2 separate regions of the Sus scrofa genome follow, and region 2 is linked to region 1. A link is a contact called in public Hi-C data. All regions are on one chromosome and are shown on one strand. Each heading gives the region's core, a stretch centred on a gene start, on an enhancer-like site or on the middle of the called end of the contact. The rest is flanking DNA. Distances are from core to core; before and after follow the strand shown.

Evidence for each region. Hi-C and Micro-C count contacts between places; a contact is called where the count stands out from the background.
Region 2: a contact with region 1 is called in a Hi-C map of mesenteric adipose tissue, with 1.8 times the contacts expected there. The contact joins the promoter of ARPC2 here to the promoter of ZNF142 in region 1. A contact is called at or near these places in 1 of 47 Hi-C or Micro-C datasets (mesenteric adipose tissue) and 1 of 2 datasets of contacts at active chromatin or transcription factors (alveolar macrophages).

Annotation. Positions count from the first base shown.
Region 1 is chr15:120,705,657-120,710,686 of Sscrofa11.1, forward strand. ZNF142 (zinc finger protein 142) reads right to left here and starts at 2,087. Exons shown (of 10, transcript XM_021076481.1): 1 at 1,847-2,087; 2 at 1,430-1,581. BCS1L (BCS1-like (S. cerevisiae)) reads left to right here and starts at 2,169. Exons shown (of 9, transcript NM_001243676.1): 1 at 2,169-2,216; 2 at 3,173-3,213; 3 at 3,423-3,791; 4 at 3,893-4,032; 5 at 4,238-4,432; 6 at 4,898-4,961. The coding sequence starts at 3,472.
Region 2 is chr15:120,294,221-120,299,250 of Sscrofa11.1, forward strand. ARPC2 (actin related protein 2/3 complex subunit 2) reads left to right here and starts at 2,902. Exons shown (of 11, transcript NM_001190239.1): 1 at 2,902-2,960; 2 at 3,174-3,255. The coding sequence starts at 3,182.

The sequences.
Region 1 (5,030 bases), core at 837-3,336:
TTGCGACAAGGTTTGGAACAAAAAGCGTAAAAGTGGTAATGGGGTCAATACAGGAAAGAGACAGGAAGTTGTGGCCAATGGATATCTCTTGGTTATACCTCTGGAGGTGAGTGACCTCAGTCAAATCATTAAGCAATCCAGATATTGGTTTTCTTATCTGCAGTAAGACTGGGTGGGGCCAAGGGATCTTAGAGGTCCCTTCCCCCTTAGTACCTTATGAGCTCACTAGTCCTTAGCTCAAGGCCCTTCCTTCAGGATCTGGTCCCTGCTGATCAGACTCATCTTCGATCTCTCCCCCCAACAGATCTCTGAGCCAGTCACACCAATGAGCTGCCATTTCCCAGACTCATCACATTCTCTTTTGTTTCCACATCCTCACACATTCCTCTCCCCAGCCACCCCCTGGCCCCCGGCTTGATGGGCCTTTTCCCCTTTGCCATCTCTACGGCTTGTCTGGATAACCAACTCCTAACTATCCTTTAAGAATCTGAACAAATGTCACTTCCACAACGACGGCTTCCTAACATCGTTCACCCAAGCTTCTCTCTCTGGGAGCTGTAATGGCATCTTGGATGTGGCCCTGTCAGAAACACCGCACTGCTGTTTACCTATCAGTCTCCCTCCTTAGACCAGGAGCTTTCTAAGTGGAGATAATCGACACTACCACTTCACTGAACTCAGCTACCAACAGTCTAATGCAATCCAGACAAATAAGGGGATTCTAAGTGATGGATGAACTGTAAACACAGGGATGCATCAAAGTAAAGCTAGGTATCTACCAAGTACCAAGCCAGTGATTCCTTACGTATAAAGTAGCACACCTGCAGAAATTTCTAGCTCATTGACTACGGCCTCATGTTGAACACTGGGACCCATCTGAGAAATGAATGTCAACTAAATTGCATGTCCTCTTACACATGGGTAAAATCAGTTGAAGCGGAGTAATGAGTAATCAGTAAGACTGACAATAAGAACAATAAGATGGTAATCACTTTATGAAACTGAGTCATGGAGGTCGAGCAAGGGCCTAGGGCTAGGAAACCAGGTTACAGGTGAGAATTCTGCAACTCAAAGCCCGATCACCCAAATTCAGAAGCTGGTGGGGCAGTGCACTTCTGCCCTCAAGGGATTCTCTGGAAACCACAACCTCCACTTACTGAATATCAGGAATCTTCCAGCATGGGTGGTGTATTTGCCTTAGAGGGGGAGCCAAGGAGGAGGTAGTCTCGACTGAGACCCTTCTGCCGCTGGAAGGCGGAGTGAAGTGGGACACCGACGGGCACAAGAGAAGAAATGACCTTCTTTGGGGCAGAGGCGCTGAGTTAAAGAAATGACAAATCAGAGCAGAGAGAAGGCCCGAGGAAAGGATGAGACCCGGCCTGGGGACCAAGGAACCCGGGTTTCCACTTGCCTGTGGGCTCTGACTCACCGCGTGGTCTTTGGGAGATGCAATCACTTCGCTTCTCTGGGCCTCAGCTTTCCTATCTGTAAAGTGGAGGCGATGACAGCGTCCACATCATTGGGCGGGAGCGGGAGTCACAAGAGCTGGCAAACGGGAAAGCCGTTTTGTAACCTGCAAGGCTTAGGATGGAGCATCATCAAGATTATGGTCCTGAGGAGAGGCAGCGAGTAACCAGGCGGGGTCCACAGCAGTGACGCGACGGAGGCACTGGGGCGGCTGATGGGATGCCCCGGGGTCCCGCTCGTCGGCGCGCTCCCTTCAGCACTTCTCCGGAGCGTTCCCACTGCCCAGGCCCACCTTCATCCTGGGGCTCGAGAAACTTTTGCCTCTGGCCCGCTCCGCCTGCTCTCCCGATTAGTTCCCGCCCCGCCCTCGCTCGCTTACCTCCCGGCCCCGGGCGGGCGGGAGCCGCATCTCTATGGTTGACCGGCAGCTGGCCTCCCGGGACTCCTTTTGTGCGACCGCCTCCGGCCCAGCCGCCTCTAGGACCTGGGGCACTGGAGGCCGCTCTCTCTTCTCCTGTGCGGCTGGCGGAGTACTCTATGATTCTCTCTATCCTTCCCCCCTTCAGCTCTCCAACGCTCGGCCGCGAAGCCCCAGGAGTACCATCGAGAGTTGTGGGCAGAGTGGCCTGGCCCTCTTGGTGGGTGTGGCGGGAAGTAGGGGAAATAACTCAGGGGGCGGGGCCTGGAGGCGCTTCCCCCAAGAGCGCGGAGGTGAAACCATCGAGAGGGAGGGCCAGAGAGTCATGGCGGTAAGGGGGCGGAGTGACCTATTACTCCAAACCACGCTGCTGGCGGCGCGAGCTGGGGTGTAGTGGGGTTCCGGAGGGGACTTCTGGGCGTCCACAAGGACCGGGGGCAGGACGGCTTTGTGGCCTTCCGTGCATAGGAATTGGGGGAATTCTGGATCCTATTCTGAGCCTCACCCGAGGTCACTGCTGTCTATTCACCGCCCTGCGTGTCAGGCGCAGAGCCAAGTGGCAGGGGTCGAGGGAGGTGTGCTAGAAACGATTTGACCTCCTACCCTTCGGGATCTGACAGTCTAGAATCAGACCTGGGTACATTTTATTGGGGAGAATTCAGGAAAATCTCCATGGAGGAAGTAGCAGATGGGTAGGACTTCACCTGGAGATGAGGGAAGGAAGAAATTAGAATGAACCTTTTTGAGTCAGGAGAACTGCTTGGGCAAGGAGGAATGGCATTGTTTGCATATTTGTTAAACGGAGTATTAGGAGCTAAGCCGTAAAGGTGGATGGTGCCCTGTTGTGGAGGCAGAGGAGTTTTTACCTAATTCAGGGCCCTGTTGAGAGCCAGCTATCGGAGGAGTAGGGAAAGTAATGGGATTGAAGCAGATCCTTCTGAAGAAAGATCTGGGCCCTTGTATTGCAGCTTGGTGAAGCAGAACGTGGAGACCTTTAAGATGCCATTTCAAGAACTAAAGTTAATTTTAAAGAGACAGTTTAGGTGGGAGGTAATGAGGGGCCAAACAGGACATTAGGAGTTGAGCATGTAAAAGAGAGGGCATTTGAAGGACATGACTCATGATAACAAGGCAGGTGGTTACTGACAGGTTGACCGAAGAGAGTAGCTTCTTTGTCCCCCACTAACTCTGGCTAGCGGGACCCTTTCTATATTAGCTGGTCACAGGGACCACAAATTTCTGTCCATCCATTACCCTGATGTGAAGCCAGTTATATTGTTCTCTCAGGTTTAAGGAATCTCCAGACCGAGACATCTGGTGGGAAACAGGTACGAACAGGATAATGAGCGGCAAAATGGGATGCATGGCCTGGAATCCCATCCCGCAAAGGGAGCATATCGAAGCACAGAGTAATGCTGACCTGTCCTTCCTGCTCCCAGCTTCTGCAGGGGGTGAGGTGGGTTGGGGAGGAATTTCAGAGTCCAGTTGCTAAACTAATCTTGTGCTTCATCCCATCTCTGCTGTTCCCCACCCCCAGGTCTTGAAAATGCCTCAGGGCTTGTAAGGTTCAGTGTTTTCCTTTCAAGATGCCCTTCTCAGACTTTGTTCTGGCCCTGAAGGACAACCCCTACTTTGGGGCTGGATTTGGGCTGGTGGGTGTGGGCACAGCCCTGGCCTTGGCCCGGAAGGGCGCCCAGCTGGGCCTGGTGGCATTCCGGCGCCATTATATGATCACACTGGAAGTCCCTGCTCGAGACAGGAGCTACGCCTGGTTGCTTAGCTGGCTCACCCGCCACAGTGCCCGCACTCAGCACCTCAGTGTCGAGACTTCATACCTTCAGCACGAGAGTGGTCGCATCTCCACTAAGTTTGAATTTGTCCCTAGCCCTGGAAACCACTTTATCTGGTAAGGCTGGGAGCCAGGGAGGGCTCTGAGCGTGGAAAAGGAGAAGGAGAGGAGGTGGGTTTGACCTGTTCCCTCGCCTCTTTTTGACCATTCTCATTCAGGTACCAGGGGAAATGGATCCGGGTGGAACGGAGCCGAGAGATGCAGATGATAGACCTGCAGACGGGGACTCCTTGGGAGTCTGTTACCTTCACGGCTCTGGGCACTGACCGAAAGATTTTCTTCAACATCCTGGAAGAAGGTGTGGGAGGCCCAGGGTGGGCTTTCTGGGGGTGGGGAATGGGCGTTTCAGGGATGGGGTATTTGGCATCAAAGGGAGAGAGGCTTGGAGAGGAGGTGTAGGAGGATCTGAGCCCACGGGGCCAGGGGGAGCTGTTATGGCACAGCGCTGCCTAATCGTGTGGCAAAGAGGACTTAGTGTCTTTGTCTCATCTCCCCCCTCCCAGCTCGAGAACTAGCCTTGCAGCAAGAGGAAGGGAAGACAGTGATGTACACAGCTGTGGGCTCTGAATGGCGCCCCTTCGGCTATCCGCGCCGCCGGCGGCCACTGAATTCTGTGGTTCTAGAACAGGGTCTGGCTGACCGAATTGTCAGAGACATCCGGGAATTCATCGATAACCCCAAGTGGTACACTGACAGAGGTGAGAAGCAGCGAGGGTCTTGGCCACGCTGGTTTTTTGTTTTGTTTTGGTTTTTAGAGCCGCTACTCTCGTGCCATATGGAGGTTCCCAGGCTAGGGGTTGAATCAGAGCCACGTCTGTTACCAATACCACAGCTCACAGCAACGCCAGATCCTTGACCCACTGAGGAAGGCCAGGGATCAAACCCGCAACCTCATGGTTCCTAGTCGGAGTTGTTTCCGCTGCGCCACAATGGGAACTCCTTGGCCAGGCTGGTTTTCATGTGGTGGTAGAGCAGGAGGGAACAGGCTGGTCAGCGCCATTCCCATAGACGAGGAAGAAAGAAAAGTTGCCTGTGGGAATGATTTCTTCCGATGCTGAGGTCCTCAGGCCTCCGGGGAGCAGGCTTGGGAATGAGTGTGGACTTCTGGGGCCGAGTGAAGGACTCATTTTAGGTCGTGATCATCAGCCTGGCTGTATTCCTAGGCATTCCCTACAGACGCGGCTACCTGCTTTACGGCCCCCCTGGTTGCGGAAAGAGCAGTTTTATGTGAGTAGACTCCACGTCTCTTAACCCTCAAACTGGCGATGGGGCTGGTGGGCTTGGAGAGGGGAATAA
Region 2 (5,030 bases), core at 1,652-4,151, 410 kb before region 1:
GAAAAATAATGAAGTGGAACTATATCTAATTTCCTGGGATAAAACATAATGGAAGGAAATATTAAAAAAGAATATATATATATATATGCACATATATAACTGAGTCACTGTTGTACAGCAGAAATTAGCACAACATTGTATATCAACTAATTTTTTTTTTAATGGAAGTCTGTATAAGCTAGAAGGCATGGTTGTAGGGCACCTATTGGCTCACTGGCAAACAATGTTTGCATACATAATTTAAATGCTGATTATACATAATTTAAATATACATAATTTAATATGTATGTGTATATGCAGATTTAAATTATACATAATTTAAATGCTGGTTTGTTTGTTTTTGTTTTGCTTTTTAGGGCTGTACCCGTGGCATATGGAGGTTCCCAGGCAAGGGGTCAAATCAGAGCTGCAGACACCGGCCTAAGCCACAGCCACAGCAACACTAGATCTGAGCTGCATCTTCGACCTACACCACAGTTCACAGCAACACTGGATCCTTAACCCACTGAGCAAGGCCAGGGATCGAACCTGCAACCTCATGGTTCCTAGTCGGATTCATCCCCACTGCACTACAATGGGAACTCCCTAAATACTGATTATTGGGGGGTTTTTTGTTTTGTTTTTGTTTTTGTTTTTTTGTCTTTTTGCCTTTTCTAGGGCCGCTCCTGCGGCATATGGAGGTTCCCAGGCTGAGGGTCCAATAGTAGCTGTAGCCGCCAGCCTACGCCAGAGCCACAGCAACGTGGGATCTGAGCCGCATCTGCAGCCTACACCACAGCTCACAGCAACGCCGGATCCTTAACCCACTGAGAAAGAGCAGGGATTGAACCTGCAACCTCATGGTTCCTAGTCAGGTTCATTAACCACTGCGCCACGACAGAACTCCCTGATTATTGGTTTAACTAAAAATTGTTACATAACAGTGGAGGTGGAGAACAGAAGTGATAGTCATGTTCTTATCTATCATGATAGGAAGCCAACAAATAATCTTTAAAATTAACAAATCAAGAATTAGTAGCGTAAGCATTTATTTAGATATGTGGATCTAATCTGGATGAACATATAAAAGAGTTGAGGCTATTGCCGCTAAAGAGTAGGCCAGGGAACTCCTTCTTCCATTACAAGTCTTTATAGTATATGTAGTCTGCATATACTTTTAGTAATGTATCTGCATTATTTCGTTCAATAAACAATGTTAAAACGTTAGCATAGGCGTTTCCATTGCAGATCAGCAGATTAAGAACCCAACTAGCATCCATGAGGCTATGAGTTCAATCCCTGGCCTTACTCAGTGGGTTAAGGATCCAGTGTTGCCACAAGTGCAGCATAGGTCGCCTATGAGGCTCAGATCTGGCATTGTTGTGGCTGTAGCACAGGCAGGCAGCTGCAACTCCAATTTGCCACAGGTGTGGCCATTAAAAAAATAGAGGGAGTTCCCTTCGTGGCTCAGCGGTTAACGAACCTGACTAGGATCCATGAGGATGCAGGTTCAATCCCTGGCCCCACTCAGTGGGTTAAGATCTGATGTTGCCATGAGCTGTGGTCTAGGTCACAGACACTGCTCTTGAATCCTGAGTTGCTATGCCCATGGCGTAGGAGGGCGGCTGTAGCTCCGATTGGACCCCTAGCCTGGGAACCTCCATAAGCAGCAGGTGTGGCCCTAAAAATCAAGAAAAAAAAGAAAGAAAGAAAGAAAAAAGAAGAAGAAAAAGAGGAATGAAGGAAAGCAGAAAGGAAGCTCTATAGAAGGTCTCTACTAAGTGGATGGAAAATATGACTTGAGTCTTCTGAATTGGAAAAGAAAGCAGGAGCACCCCTAAACAGAAAAAAAGAGAGTTAGCAAATAATTTGGGGGTATTTGCAATGTCTTGAAGTTTATCCATGTCCAGTAAATAAATTCATTTTGAAGAGCTGTCTGGGCCTGATGACAAGAGCTAGTTTTTGTCAATTTTTGCCTCCCTGATACTTTCTTAAGAACACTTAGCAGAAAATAAATCAATACTCCTAAAAAGAGCTCAGCTAAATTTGTTAGATTCTCCCTGGAGAAGGAAAAGTACAAAACCAGGCACACAGGCAGACGCAACACAAAAATGAGTTCATTTTCCTCACACAGATGAGTAAAAAATTATGTCTCTGGCAGAGGTGCTGGGAGGTAAGGCAGAAAAAAATCACGTTTGGGGCACCTAGAGGCATCTCCAGGCACAGAAAGGGAGACAAGAGAGGAACCCAGGGAGGCTTATTCACTTTGGTGACGTCTCATTCCTTTCCTTCTTTGCTCTTTTAACCGATTTGTAGTTACATATCTGAAAGTTTGTTGTCTGTTTCCTTTGCCAGACTATAAGCTCCACGAGGGCGGAACCTCATCTGTTTCAGGCGTCACTGTATCCCCAGCACAGAACAGGAGCCCACTTAACATTTGCTGAGCAAATTAAGGCACGATGGTGCCACTGGACAGCCATTAGTGTGGCATGAGGAAGGATCACACCGACCACAAAGTGAGAGTAAAGACGCCGACTAGGAAATGAAAACAGTGAGCTTCTTGTCAGAAATAACAGGACCTCGTGCGTAGAAGTAAACTCTTCGGGAGTGCAGGATGCAAGCGCTGGACCGCGAGGCAGGCCTCGAGGAATGACAGCTAGCCGGGAGACACACTTTCAACAGCGGGCCGAGGGCGGGGCTGTGGGAAAGTGGAGAGTCGCGGCATCGCGCGTGCGCACGCGCGGCCTCCGCCCCTTCACCTGGTGCGCCTGCGTGCGCGCGCACGAGGGGTCGGAGCGGAAATGGCGCCGCGGGGCCTCGGGGCCGCGCGTCCGGGCGGCGAGCGGAAGTGGGTGTGAGAGCGGAAGTGGCCGGCTGGAGCCGGGGGCTGGGCGGGGACCGAGCTTGTCGGTGAGGCGGCAGCGGCGGCGGCGGCGGCGGCGGCGGCGGCTCGGCAGGCGGGTTCAGGCTTCGGGGGCCAGGTCGGTCGGGTGGGTGGGTGTCTCCACAGTCAGTGCGTGCGCGGGCTAGCACGCGCGTCTTCCCCTTTCCCCCACCCTGGTCCCTTTCCCCTTCTCCCCTAACCTTCCCCACCCAGCCCCCCTCCTCAGGGGGCAGCAGGGCCGCTCCCTCCGTCCTTTCCTCCCTTACCCACCCTCACCCGCCCTTGTTTCTCCTTCCCCTGTCCGGGGCAGCCGCCGCCATGATCCTGCTGGAGGTGAACAACCGCATCATCGAGGAGACGCTCGCGCTCAAGTTCGAGAACGCGGCCGCCGGGTGAGCGCGCGCCTAGGGCCGGTGGGTGGCGGGGGAGGCAAAGTTGACCCCTGCCAATCGTTCAGACCGTCATACGTGGAGTAGGGAGGTGGGAGACCTGGCCGGGTGCAGGGACTGCCCCGGCGGGGTAGACATGGGAGGTGGTTGGGCGCGGCGGGGTGAGGGGCAGAGATGCGTGGGGAGAGGCTCAGAGGAAGGATGCGGAAGCAGTGAGTGGACAGGAGTGCGCGTGCCAAAGAGACCTGTGGGACGTGAGGGTAGCTTGGACCGGAACTCTCGCTGGAGGATCCCATTGCCCTCTGGAGCGAGCAGGGGACCGCTTCCCACCGTATTCTCCCGTCATTGTTCAGAACCCGGAGAGAGCCCATTGGGGATTGGGTTGGAAGGAGTTTTCAGGGATTCCCAGGACTGGAAGAGTGAAGAAGATGTACCCAGAAGAGGCGCAGATCACCACCAGCCTTCTCGCTCCCCACCCCCACCTCCTCGTCTAAAGGAGCCAGAGGGAAAGCTGAAGGCAGGCCCAGTCTTGCAGCCGGAAAACCCGATCTCTCTAGTTTTCCTTCACCGAACCCTTCTGTAACAGACACTGCCTATTTTGTCACATTTCGCAAGCAAAGTTAATACCCCCCCCATCCACACCCCTTCCTTATCACTCCTCTGAGGTTCTATTCTCCTTTCTCCACCCAGTATCCTCTATCTGGTTGTTTATCTTTTTAAGTTCTTGTATCATACCCCTGGCCTGTGATTTCTTCTGTAGTAATTCTGGCCCAGATAACACACTGAAATGCCTTCAGAGCCTGTAACGTTCTTAGATAAACCTGTTTTTAACCATTGGCCCTTTTAAAAATGGGCTTTAGGAGATGTTTCTAAGGCAGCCGTCTCTGTCAAACGCAGAACCAGTAGAAAGACGACCTCCCCCCAAGTTGTTCGCTTGTCTGATACAATATTTAAAACATGAACCAAGGAATTGGTTTTAGCTCCTAATTTTGGATGGCCTGCGGCCAGTCTCTTTGCCTCATTTCCCCATCCCTTGAGGATGGGGCTTCACATCTTGGTTACACAGTGGAGGAAGTAAGTGCAAACTGTTTCTGGCGAACTGGGAACTAGGAATAGGAGAGTAAGTGCTTGAAGAGTCACAGATGGGAGAGTATTGGTGAAGGGGAAATTCTAAGTGGACAAAACGAACTTGTGGCTTGGAGGCATTTTGAAAAAAAAAATGCTTTTAACCAACTGCTTAAATTGAATATATTGTGTCTTCTAATCTCTTTTATAAAGCCATAGATTTTATCTATAAAACAAAGAACAACTTTCCTTGAAGTAACATAGGCAGTGAGCAGTAGCTACTGTTTCCTGTCAGGGGCTGCAGTTACTTATATTTTAGGTTAGCTTGCTTCTTGTCTTCAGCTTTGCTTACCAGTTCCTTTGCATTTTAAATGTTTGAGCGAATCAGCTTAGTGGCTTATTTTGGGTGATTGCTGGGTACTTTTTTGAGCAGTGTAGCACATAGGAGGAAGTTAAATTAACTTCTGCATTTTCACAGATGATCTTAAGTGAATTAATTCGCAAGTTTAAACTAGCAAAAAATGAGACCTGGATGGTTATAAGCTGATCTACAAGATATATCCCTGTGCATTTTCAAGTAGAAGCATGCCTTGTAGTGTAAGAGTATATTCACATCTACTTGTGTTTTAATATCTCGTGATTCTGAAATGTAGCCCCTTATAGAGCTTCAACTCTTTTCCCTTTTAGAATAGTTCGCTTAAAAAGATTTACTA